Regions from separate parts of the Sus scrofa genome. Here region 2 is linked to region 1. Evidence: chromatin contacts called from public HiChIP or PLAC-seq data. All regions are on one chromosome and are shown on one strand. Each heading gives the region's core, a stretch centred on a gene start, on an enhancer-like site or on the middle of the called end of the contact. The rest is flanking DNA. Distances are from core to core; before and after follow the strand shown.

Region 1 (5,375 bases), core at 1,456-3,955:
ATGAAGAGCATGTGTAGGACATTATCCGTGGCTCAGTCATTCTGAATGTCATTCAAAGAAATTGCACTATCTTTACTACCCAGGACTTTGATTATCCTTGTGTTAATATGCCATGTATCTCAACTTAATTAGTACTTCCTTGGCTGCTAACTTCTAGTTCACATCCTCATATTTTCAGGGCATTAAGAGAGAAGGGGCCCTTGGCAACATTGCCCATTTGGTTTTGGCAGAGGGAAGAAGATGAAGTGTAGCATCTTGGGGGTCAGATAACTCTGGGTTTGTCCCTGATGAAACTGGGCAAGGCACCTAAGCTCAGTTTTCCCAACTCTACAATGGGCTGGCATTAATTTCCAATCAATTAGGGGAACAACACTTTCTTAGAGTTAAACATAGCCTGTTATATCTGAAATGTTCATCATATCTTCCTCTTTATTTTTTTTTTAATTTTTTATTTTTGTCTTTTTGCCTTTTCTAGGGCCACTCCTGCGGCATATGGAGGTTCCCAGGCTAGGGGTCTAATCGCAGCTGTAGCTGCTGGCCTACGCCAGAGCCACAGCAATGCGGGATCTGAGCTGCTTCTGCAACCTACACCACAGCTCACGGCAATGCCGGATCCTTAACCCACTGAGAAAGGCCAGGGATTGAACCTGCAACCTCATGGTTCCTAGTCGGATTCGTTAACAATTGAGCCATGAGGGGAACTCCATCTCTTCCTCTTTATATGTCAGCTTTGGATATGGGTTCTTACTTTTCTGCTGCAGGAGAAAACACTAGTGTGAAGAGCTATAATACTAAAAATATCTAAGTCCCTACTTCTTAGGTTAAATACTCAACAAATCCCTCTTCAAGGGTTTATAGGACCTGTTTTAAGTCAGATCCTACCAGTTGGGGAGTTAGAGACTCTACGTTCTAGTTCTGAACTCCTAAGTTCTCTGCATCTGGTTACCTGAGTGATCCTTGGGCAAGTCATTTAAACATTTCTTTTCCTTTTTACAGCCAAACCTGTGGCTTATGGAAGTTCCTGGGCTAGGGGTCAGAATCAGAAATGCAGATGCAGCGTACGCCACAGCCAAAGCAACATGGGATCTGACTTCATCTGTGACCTGTACCCCAGCTTGGGGCAACACTGTTTCCTTAATGCACTGAGCGTGGAATTGAACCTGCATCCTCACAGACATTATGTCTGGTTCTCGACCCGCTGAGCCACAATGGGAACTCCTAAGTTGCAAATTTAGAGCACATAGGCCAGATCTGGACCACAGAAGTATGTTGCTTACTCCCTATAGTATTTGAATGAGGTGACAATTTAACTGGGAGATTTTATATGAGAATGCAGGTTTTTATTTTCTCTTGAGAAATCAGAAGATCTGGCCACAGGAGTTCCACATTCCTTCTCAATTTGCAGTAGCTGTTGCCTTGAACCTTTTAACATGGCATGGGCTCTCCAGGGCCCAGATAATTTCATTTTCTACTGACCTGTAGTCTACCCTACACAGAAGCAAATTCCTAGTTTCTATGTGTCTGTGTACCTGTACTCAAGGGGGATGTTAAAAATATTTAACTACTAAGTCATGGGGACTGACCCATCAGAATGGATAACTTCGTGCTAGAGAAACCCCCTGAGGATGCCCTGCGCTCCCCAGGTGCTGGACCATGGGGAGGCCCAGGAGCTCCTAGAGAAGACACAGGAGTGGCATCATTTAGTGAGCTGAGAACAGCCCACATATTTCAAATATAAGGGCAATGCTGATCTCAGGCACATACCTCCTGAACATAAGACCTGCATGAACTCTTGTTTTCTCAGAGTAGAGGGATATATTCCTATACCCATATCTCCTACTGAAAACAAGGAAAAAAAACTAGACAGAAAAGGCAGAATGGTTTTTCTTGCCCTCGGTTGCCTTGTTCACTTACCAACTGGCCGTTACAGCATATGAGTTTGATTTCCTGGTACTAACCAATCTATAAACTCTTTTCCAGCCTAAGCATAAGGAACCTCTAATTTTATCCATTTTATAAATGGAGTGAAAATTTTGCAAAACATCTTGAAGAATTTTGCAAATCATTGCACAGAATTTATATAAGGTCGAAAACACTGTTTGAAATAATAAGTGGCCGATAAATTATCTCCATTTTCTTATTGGGCTTTTCAATTTTAAAAGCACTCTGATGTTCTTTTTTTTCTCTTTTTTTAGTTTGGCCATGGCTATTTTTCAAATGGAATTAATGACCAAAAGCTAGCCTCATTCTCTAATTACAGTAAGAGACACTGACCCATCTTGGCTCAGGAAGAGGCTCTGGGCAGTTTTACTATGTGCTGGCTTAGTACCTGAGGCCAGGAAACATCTGTTATAACATGCGGTCCAGCGGGTGCTCTGCTTAATTATAAAATGGCATTGCAGAGTCCCTCTGAGTTGGCTGGCCTGAGCTTCTAAGGCTATACAATCAAGCAAAATGCAATCCTTGATGTTCTGTTAACTGAATATCCAACCTAAGTGTGGAACAGCTTTGAAAAGAGAGAAAAAGTGAAATCTTTGCCTTCAGGAAAAAGGTACAGGGAAAGACAAAACAAAGAAATGCTTTCTGAAAGCAACCGAGAAGCTTAGATTGGAATGGGCGTTCCTTATATAGGGAATGGGGGAGCTGATTCAGGATGACTCATGCTTCTAGAATGAACTGTTTATATAGTGTTTCCTCCTCTTCATTCCAAGGATCCTGTTTGGAAGGTCAGGGACAATGACAGTGGAGAAGCAAAGGGAAAACTGGAGAAGGGTAGAGGAATGCTGAGAATACCCAAAGGCTCACACACCTTGAATAAGAGAACATGTTTCTCTATTAAGTTCATGCAAATCGGTGATGGTCCGGGACTTGGTTGATTGGAGGAACACATACACCTGGGAATTCTTCATTCTGGCATGAAACTCTTATTTGCCCTTACCTTCCCAAATCCTCTTAGATGCTGATGGGAGAAGAGAGCCCATTGTCAGCAGAGTCTGCTAAGGAATATCTTTTGTCTCATGGCTTGTAATCAGTTCCAGACCAGGGGTATATTTATGATTTACATAATGTTATAGAGGAAGAGGTCTTAAGGATTTTTTTTCTCTAAATCTTTTTGAATTATTATTTTAGACTCATTGCCAGGTTTTTTTTTAAGGAGGAAGTTGATGAACTTTTAAACATGTCATTACAGACTCCAAAATAGCAACTCTTTGTTCTTTCAAAGTTTCTTGTGGAAATTTAAAGAACGGGGTGTGTGTGTGTGTGTGTGTGTGTGTGTGTGTGTGTGTATTTGTGTGTGTGTGTGTGTTTAGAAACAGGTAGAAAAGGAAATGGGTGAAAAAGAACACTTGAGGTTTACTGATAAAGTTAAGTACATATTGTATGCTTTTGTTAGAACAAAAGTTGGCAGATTTGGGGGAATTGTACCTAATATTTTGGGAGGGTGTTTCAGAAGAGCAGTTCTATGTTCACTTACCGTCATGTTTCAATAATTAGGCATAGCAGCTGAAGGGTTAAGCCCTAAAGGAAGAAAATATCTCTAAGTCTGAAAACAAAGGGAAACTTGCATATTTTCTGAAGATGACATCGGATCAGCCTGTGGATTTTAAGCAATTATGTGATATTATGATTCCCACTGAGCATGCATTAGTTGGAATACTGTTCTTTGTATTTCCCCATGTCCCGGGGTTGTACACTGAAAGAGCCCTGTTCAACTTCTCATGTCAGAATTTTGAAGGAAAAATTATAGTAAAATATGTTTAAAACAGTGGGGCCTTATATGAGTGAACACAACATTTTCCAAAGCTTTCAAAAATCCTTTTGTTAAAAATATGGTTTTTATTTTGTTTCTTTTTTTTTCTTCCTTTCTTGAATTTTTTTTTTCCTTTTAGTCAAGCTTTTACCTCCTCTCCTTCCTGGAGAAAAGAAGAGAGATGTTTCAAAGGATATCCATAACACAGCCTACATTTAGGGCCTGGGGACATACAATTGATTGTTTTAAATGAGATACCCCACATGGAAAATAAACAAGTGAGAAAAGTTCATCTGTGTATATAACTTCAGTTCCAACAACTGTGGTGACAGTCACACTGTCTAAGTAAATGTTCCCCAGAGTCATCTTGGGAGCAAAATGATTATTAATTGAGGTTGCTGTGAGTTGAAAGAAGGGTTGTTCACAAAAGGGAGGAACTTTCTAGAGCACCAGGCAGGGAAGACTCAGCTCTGGGTTGTTCTGAAAGGTGAAATGTCTTTTTAAAATGGAAGTAATTAAAAACAAAATAAAGGAGCTCCCATTGTGGCCCAGCAGGTTAAGGACCCAGCATAGGCTCCCTGAGGACGTGGGTTCAATCCCTGGCCTTGCTTAGTGAGTTAAGGATCCCATATTGCTGCACGCTGTAGTGTAGGTCACAGATGCCACAGAGATCCTTTGTTGCTATGGCTGTAGCTGTGATGTAGGCCTTAACTGCAGCCCTGAATCACCCCCTAGCCTGGGAACTTCCATATGATGCAGGTCTGGACATAAAAAGAAAAAAGAAAATGAAATAAAACAGAAAGCAGGCACAGTGAAGTGCACAGATTAGGAATGATAGCAAACGAATGCTATATCGATTTTATTCCACCATATTCTTTCTCCCAAAGGAAAGAAGTAACTTATTTGATCAGTTAGGAATTGCATTTAGCTGTCATTGACAGGGACCTGACTTCCATGGCTTAAACATACAAGAAATGATTTTTAACATAAAAGAAATCCTATCTCTGGTTTTCTGGGGTTCTGAGGATGGCTTCTCAAAGTCCCCAGGGATGCAAGCTCTTTCTAGCTCTCTGCTATTCCCTCACGAGGCCATGATGGCCCTCTAGTCTTATGTTCTCTCCAAGCATGAAAGAGGAAAGGTCAAGTCAAAAATGACAGTCCTCCTAGTTTGGTTAATTCCTTTTAAGGAGCTTTTCCAAAAGTGCCTCAGAACATTTCCAATCACAGTTCATTAGCCAAACCTTTGTCATATGGTGGCACCTAGCTGTAAGGGAGCCTGGGAGATGTAGTCTTTAGGAAGAAAAATAATTGCCCTAAATGCAGTTGGGATTCTAATATGGGTAATAAGGGAAGAGCAGGTATTCAATGTGAAGCTAGAAGTCCCTGTCATACTCATATAAAATATCCTTAATGCCAATATATTGTCCAATGATTACTGACTGCTTCTGTTAGAACTATGTAATGTTTAAGATACTAACTTAAGAACTCAGTTTTGCATTGCATTGTCTATTGCACATGGCCAAAATGAATTATTTTGCATACCTCTGATTGTTTCCTACACTATTTGTGTACTTTAAGCTACGGAAGTTTTTGTGTCCATAACCAAAGTGCAGAAATTTCTGTA
Region 2 (5,375 bases), core at 2,136-4,635, 910 kb before region 1:
TTCTGTCAGCAATAAAAACATCAAACTCAGTAAAAGATAAGGATTTTTTACATGAGGCATGGACATTCCAAATAATAATCAATGATGTCTAATACACAAAATTTCCACATATAAAATATCTGTGCTTTATCCCTGAACACATAATATTTTATATGTGGAAATTTTGTTGCCCTTCACCAAATAATATCCAGAGGTTAATAGGTATGTATTATATTCATTATAACTTTGCTACTCACATGTTCACATACTAAACTCTCTCACTCAGCTCACCCTAAAATAAACGGGTCTATGTAAAGAACCCATTCAAAGGGTTACATCTTAAAATAAAGCACATACTCTAATTTTGCTGTAGAGTTTTCTTTTTTTAAAAATGAAATACCGAATGCGGCCAGAAAGAATTATTATCTTTGTTAGGGGTAGTAATGCTAAAAACTGTCTGCATTATTGCAGATAGCAAACTTTGGCTTAGCCTTCAAGTCTTTATTTGGAATTTACCCTATAGCAAAATAAAAAAGAACAATAGAGAACACACACATACATTCTCGAACTCAAAGAGAAAACCTCCGTTGAGGACCTAGCCATCTATCCCCTGAAGAGATGTAATCTTTGCGTAACAATGCTTAAATCAGCAGGACGTTTACAACACATATTAAGTGGTTTGTTATTTATTTCAAGACTTTAATTGGTACAATATATTAACAGCATTGTTGCAACAGTTCCACTTAGGGTTTTCTCTCCCCTAAAAAGAGAATGAGGGGGAGAGAGAAAGGGGGAGAGGAAAAGACACCATCACCCAGAATTATGGTATAACCCCATGTAAAGTTCTTCCTTTAGCCTCAAAGAACTGTTAAAGTTGAAAAACAGGAAAAAAAAAAAAAAAAAAAAAAAAAAAAAGGAACTCGTTTTAGAAGCCATATTTTAGACTCGATTCCATTTTTATTAAACCCAGACCAGTGTTTTTTCTGCCATTCTAATATAACCTATTATGAGAATTTTTTTTTTCCCAGGGACAAAAACAACACCAACTTTCCCTCCCTAAGAGCTTCTTATTGTTCATTTTTGTTGCTATTTGGAGAAAAAGCTCATTAAAATATTATGAAGCACAGCGCGTAATGATGTGCCAAGCTTCGCCAATGAGGAACATCTGTAGCACAGTGTATGTATATTTATATTACAGTAAACTCGAGTGCAGACTGTCGCTATCACCCCTTCTTTCCTTGCCTCTGTTCAGCAATTCTTTGTCCTGACTACACAGCCCAGCAAACGTGTGAAGCGCACAGGCTACAGTGCACGCATTGTCAGCCTCTCGGGGCTCCGAGCGCCAAATGTTATTATTTGATCATTAGCCTGGAGCTCACGCCAGGGTAAACTGTGCTCTGCTAAATGCCTCCAAACCTTCGCTCTTTTTTATTCTCCCTGTTATTTTTAAAATATATCTTTTCCCTCCTTTCCTTCTCTGGCACAGAAGGATCTGCAAAGTGCATCCAACACACACCCAGTTCCCAAATCCATGCTTCTCTCCCTCCTTTACGTTATTCCACTTGCTGTTAAACCGAAGAACCTTGGGCATAATGAAAACATTGAGAGCTTGCCTATACCACAAATATTTGTGGAAAGCACATGGTGCCATTTTGCCAGACTACTCTTATTTGTTAAACTGAGTTAAGTGTAACGCAATTCCAAAAACTGCCTTTAGAATGAAAGAAAAGGCTTGTAAAGCCAGGGAGATAATTACCGCAATCTGGGTTACAGAAAATGCAAAACAAAGGAGCACAATCTCATTTTGTGGTGTGTGTGTGTGTGTGTGTGTGTGTTATGTGTGGGTCTTTTGTTTTGTTTTGTTTTTTTTCCTCTTTGCTGATGTATCCAAACATGTAAATATTCCATGGCGTGTCTCGTGTGGGGATAAAAATCAACCGGGATCCTGCACAGACAAAACAAAACACACATTCTGTAGTGGACAGTGGTGTGTTCGTTGTGGGAATATCTTTTCAGAAGGGAGGGCTGGCTTTCCATTTTTTTTCCTCCATCTAACAAACACCCACCCAAGTGCTGCAGTTTTCACCAGTTGCCAAGACTCTGACACCCACCTACCCTTCGTTTGAAGCTGTCAATCTATTTTTGCACAAGTAAATAAAAGTTGATTTGAAAAGAACTTAGGTTCTAAAACCTTTCATATGAATCCATAAGAACACTGAAGATCCTCCTCTCCCCCCTTCCCCTATGTTATTTTTATGGGGATTATTATGCTATCAACCTTCCCATTGTTGGGAATGTTGTCCTTTGGGATGGTTTTGTAGACTGGAACATTCTCAGCTTTCCTTTCTTTGTCTGCCAATTGTTTCTAGATCTAAACCACTTTCCAAGACAATTATTTCCATACGCGAATGTGTATGTAAATATTAATAATCATTGCATGTGTGTATATTTATGTGTGCATAAATAAACACTATACCCACACGGATTTCCCATTTTTAAAGAGCTAGTTCTTACTCCATAAAAAGATTCGTGTTCCCCAAAGCAGGTTGTTAACGTTCTTTATTAAAGAGAAAGAGCAAACCTTCCACGTTTCCTTGTTTTATGTTTAGAAGAAGTGAATCTTGCCGGTCTGAGCTCAGCTTTTTGGTATGTTTTACCCATCCAGATGAGGGGCTGTAGGTTTTGCAACTCACATCACCCAGTTTTCTCAAAAACCATCACCGCAGTTCCCTCTTTAAATTTCATCTGGACCGTCTCTAACAGCCCCAGCTGACCCCATCATTTCCTTCTCTTATTACTAACATGCCTCTCCCCACATGCACAACAGGATATTTTTCAGAGGAAAAGGCAAAAATATATTAGGGCTTTCTTTCCTTCCAGATGTAGACATTTTGTCGCCCGTACAGCCATAAGGAGACAGAGAAAACGAACCTGAGCTTAGAAGAGACAAAACACAGGACGTCACTAAGGTGCATGTAAGGATAAACCCATGAAGCCCTCGAAGCAGGATTTGGCAGCAGAAGTGTCCCATGGAGCCAAAAAGCCAGCCAGGGCATAGAAGCTTGTTATTATGGCTCGCTCTGTAAGACCTGCAGGGAGGGTGTGAAGGCTGCCTGGTGTGAAGCCTGTTTAGAATAGTGGGGGGAGTGTGCAATGAGTCTCATCAGGCTGTGGCTGTTCCCAACTTCTGAAAATCTAAAAAGCAAGGCACGATAACACTTTTATTTAAAAAAATCCCCAAGTAAGATCATGGATCTCATTTTGGATTCTAGTCCATGAAAAAATAGGTAGTTCCCAATATGGAAACATGTAAGCTACCTATTAGAAATGGGATGAGATGCAATGCATTGGAAAGAAAGAAATACCAAATGCAGATGATTAGAAACCAGTGTCAGGCTGGTCATAGAGGGAGTGAAGATGAACCACGTTGACAGTTTTGATGAAGAAAGCCTAAAATGCTAATTCATACTGTCTGAATTACTTGAAGCATCATCGGCTTCTTTCCTCTTCCTCATTTTTATTTTTCATTGGGATTGAATTTCTTTTTCCTTCACTCAATATGAGATTGAGTCAAGTGAAATTTAGACTATTTGACAATTAAAAAATTTTTTTAAGATTTTTATTTTTTCTATTATAGTTGATTTATGACAATTTCTGACTTACAAAAATATGTAATTTTATACAGTTCAGCCTAATAATTCCTTCCCCGAAGATAATGTGTCTGTTTTCTTTCAAGTGACTCAGAGTCCTCTATTATTTTTGCATTGTTTTGTTTTTTCTCTGCTTTAAAATTTAGTCAATCTTCCTATTTTAATGCCTGTTGAAGTTTTAGAGAATAGTTGGTCAAATGAAAAGAGGTCATTTAAAACCAGTGTTCAATGTGGGGTCAAAATGGCATTGTTTTTCTTTTAATTCTATTCTGAGGTTCCCTGTATAGTTCAGTTTTCCAGATCATTTGCCCACTGCAAATATTAGGGGCAGGATGTCATGTCTGATGCCCTCAAGGCTTTTACTGCCCTTCAAGTCTTACAAAGAGAAACTTGATTTTAAAAATAATCCATGCAAAAGAAATAAGGTCAGAGAAAATATGTTCATCAGCTCCAATGCAGACTTGAAGTGATCCTTTCGTAAGCTCAGTTATCCCAAGGGTGGGGAAGGGAGTTTCCATAAAAAGTGTGGTCCACATGCTCCCTAATGTGTGGGAAAGGGATGGATGGCTCTTTCCTTCCCAGTTTAGGAAGGGTCATGCGTTTTGGAAAAAGATGCAGGCTGGAATATGCTGAAAGCAGAGTGGAAAGGAAATCTAAGATTCCTGAAAAACCTCTCTCATTGTTATTAAGGCTGGATTGAATAAAGGGTAAAGACCACATACATTAGAGTCTGGAGTAGCCAATGCTACTAGAATTTATTCTATCGAGAGATTTTTCAGCATCTTCTCCAGCTTTTAGGGGAAGGCATTGTCAGGGAAAAATTCACCAGTCAATCTAAGAAAGAAATGGAAAATTTTATTTGAGCCAAATTTGAGGATTACCACCCAGGAAGAGCATCTCAGAAAGCTCTGAGAACTGTTCTGCCTGTTAGAAGTCAAGGCACAGTTATATGTAAGTTTTTTGAGACAGAGGGCTGGACATCAAATGACGTGTTATTGACAGTTTACATCATCCAGAACTAAGTGTCATCTTGATAGTCCAAGATGACCCCTTACAGGATCAGGAAGGAATGCTATCTTTTAAGGAGCTATCTTGGTGATGCTCGGGAATGTTGCTCTTTAAGGTGAGCAGGTATTTCTGCTGTTGGGAAAAGTTTAATGGGGGCATAATGAAGATATCATAATGCAATGAGGAGAGAGAGGAGGCCAAAGTGCAGATAAGAGTTTTGTTTAAATTTCTCTTGTCTTGCCATAAAAATATGACTTTTATTTCACAGTCTGAATGGTAGCATTAAAAAATCAGATGACTTTTAACTATTTTGTTCCAGCTGACTGATAGAGAAAATGCACCCCAATACACTTCATCAGTGTTTGAAATAACCCTGAAAGGGTGATTTAAAAAACTTAATATAACTCGGCACAAGTAATGCACAAATAAAAATCTTGATTCTCTTTTACTTCGCTGGTATATAAAAGCATTACCTTATATTAGTCCTCAATGTAAGTCTTGTTTAAAAATTTTCCATAGCATCATTCACTGGGAAGTAAAAACATTAATCTTCATATGACTCAAAATGATAATCATGTCTCTTTATACTATTCTGCATAATTACTAAAAGTAGGAAAACTTTCAACATTTATTTTGAAACCAATAGGTGGTGCTATAAATTTCTATATTTTGCAATATGCTCTTTTATTTTCCCATTTGTTCTCAGTGGCGTTAGAAGTTTCCCTAATGATCATAGTA

What was found. HiChIP or PLAC-seq counts read pairs in DNA pulled down with a chosen protein or histone mark.
Region 2: an H3K27ac HiChIP or PLAC-seq map of skeletal muscle shows a contact between it and region 1. The contact joins two enhancer-like sites. A contact is called at or near these places in 2 of 47 Hi-C or Micro-C datasets (embryonic fibroblasts and fetal liver) and 1 of 2 datasets of contacts at active chromatin or transcription factors (skeletal muscle).

Annotation. Positions count from the first base shown.
Region 1 is chr1:208,124,836-208,130,210 of Sscrofa11.1, reverse strand. No RefSeq gene overlaps it. Among named protein-coding and RNA genes, the nearest start is that of NFIB, 55 kb to the left of the region's middle. Within about 2 kb of position 2,705, at least 19 of the 83 cell types and tissues checked have an H3K27ac peak or open chromatin away from gene starts, as enhancers often do. A contact at or near this core is called in skeletal muscle, where this site is marked.
Region 2 is chr1:209,040,096-209,045,470 of Sscrofa11.1, reverse strand. The region is part of intron 2 of LOC106509171 (a long non-coding RNA gene); the gene reads right to left. Among named protein-coding and RNA genes, the nearest start is that of MPDZ, 140 kb to the left of the region's middle. Within about 2 kb of position 3,385, at least 8 of the 83 cell types and tissues checked have an H3K27ac peak or open chromatin away from gene starts, as enhancers often do. A contact at or near this core is called in skeletal muscle, where this site is marked.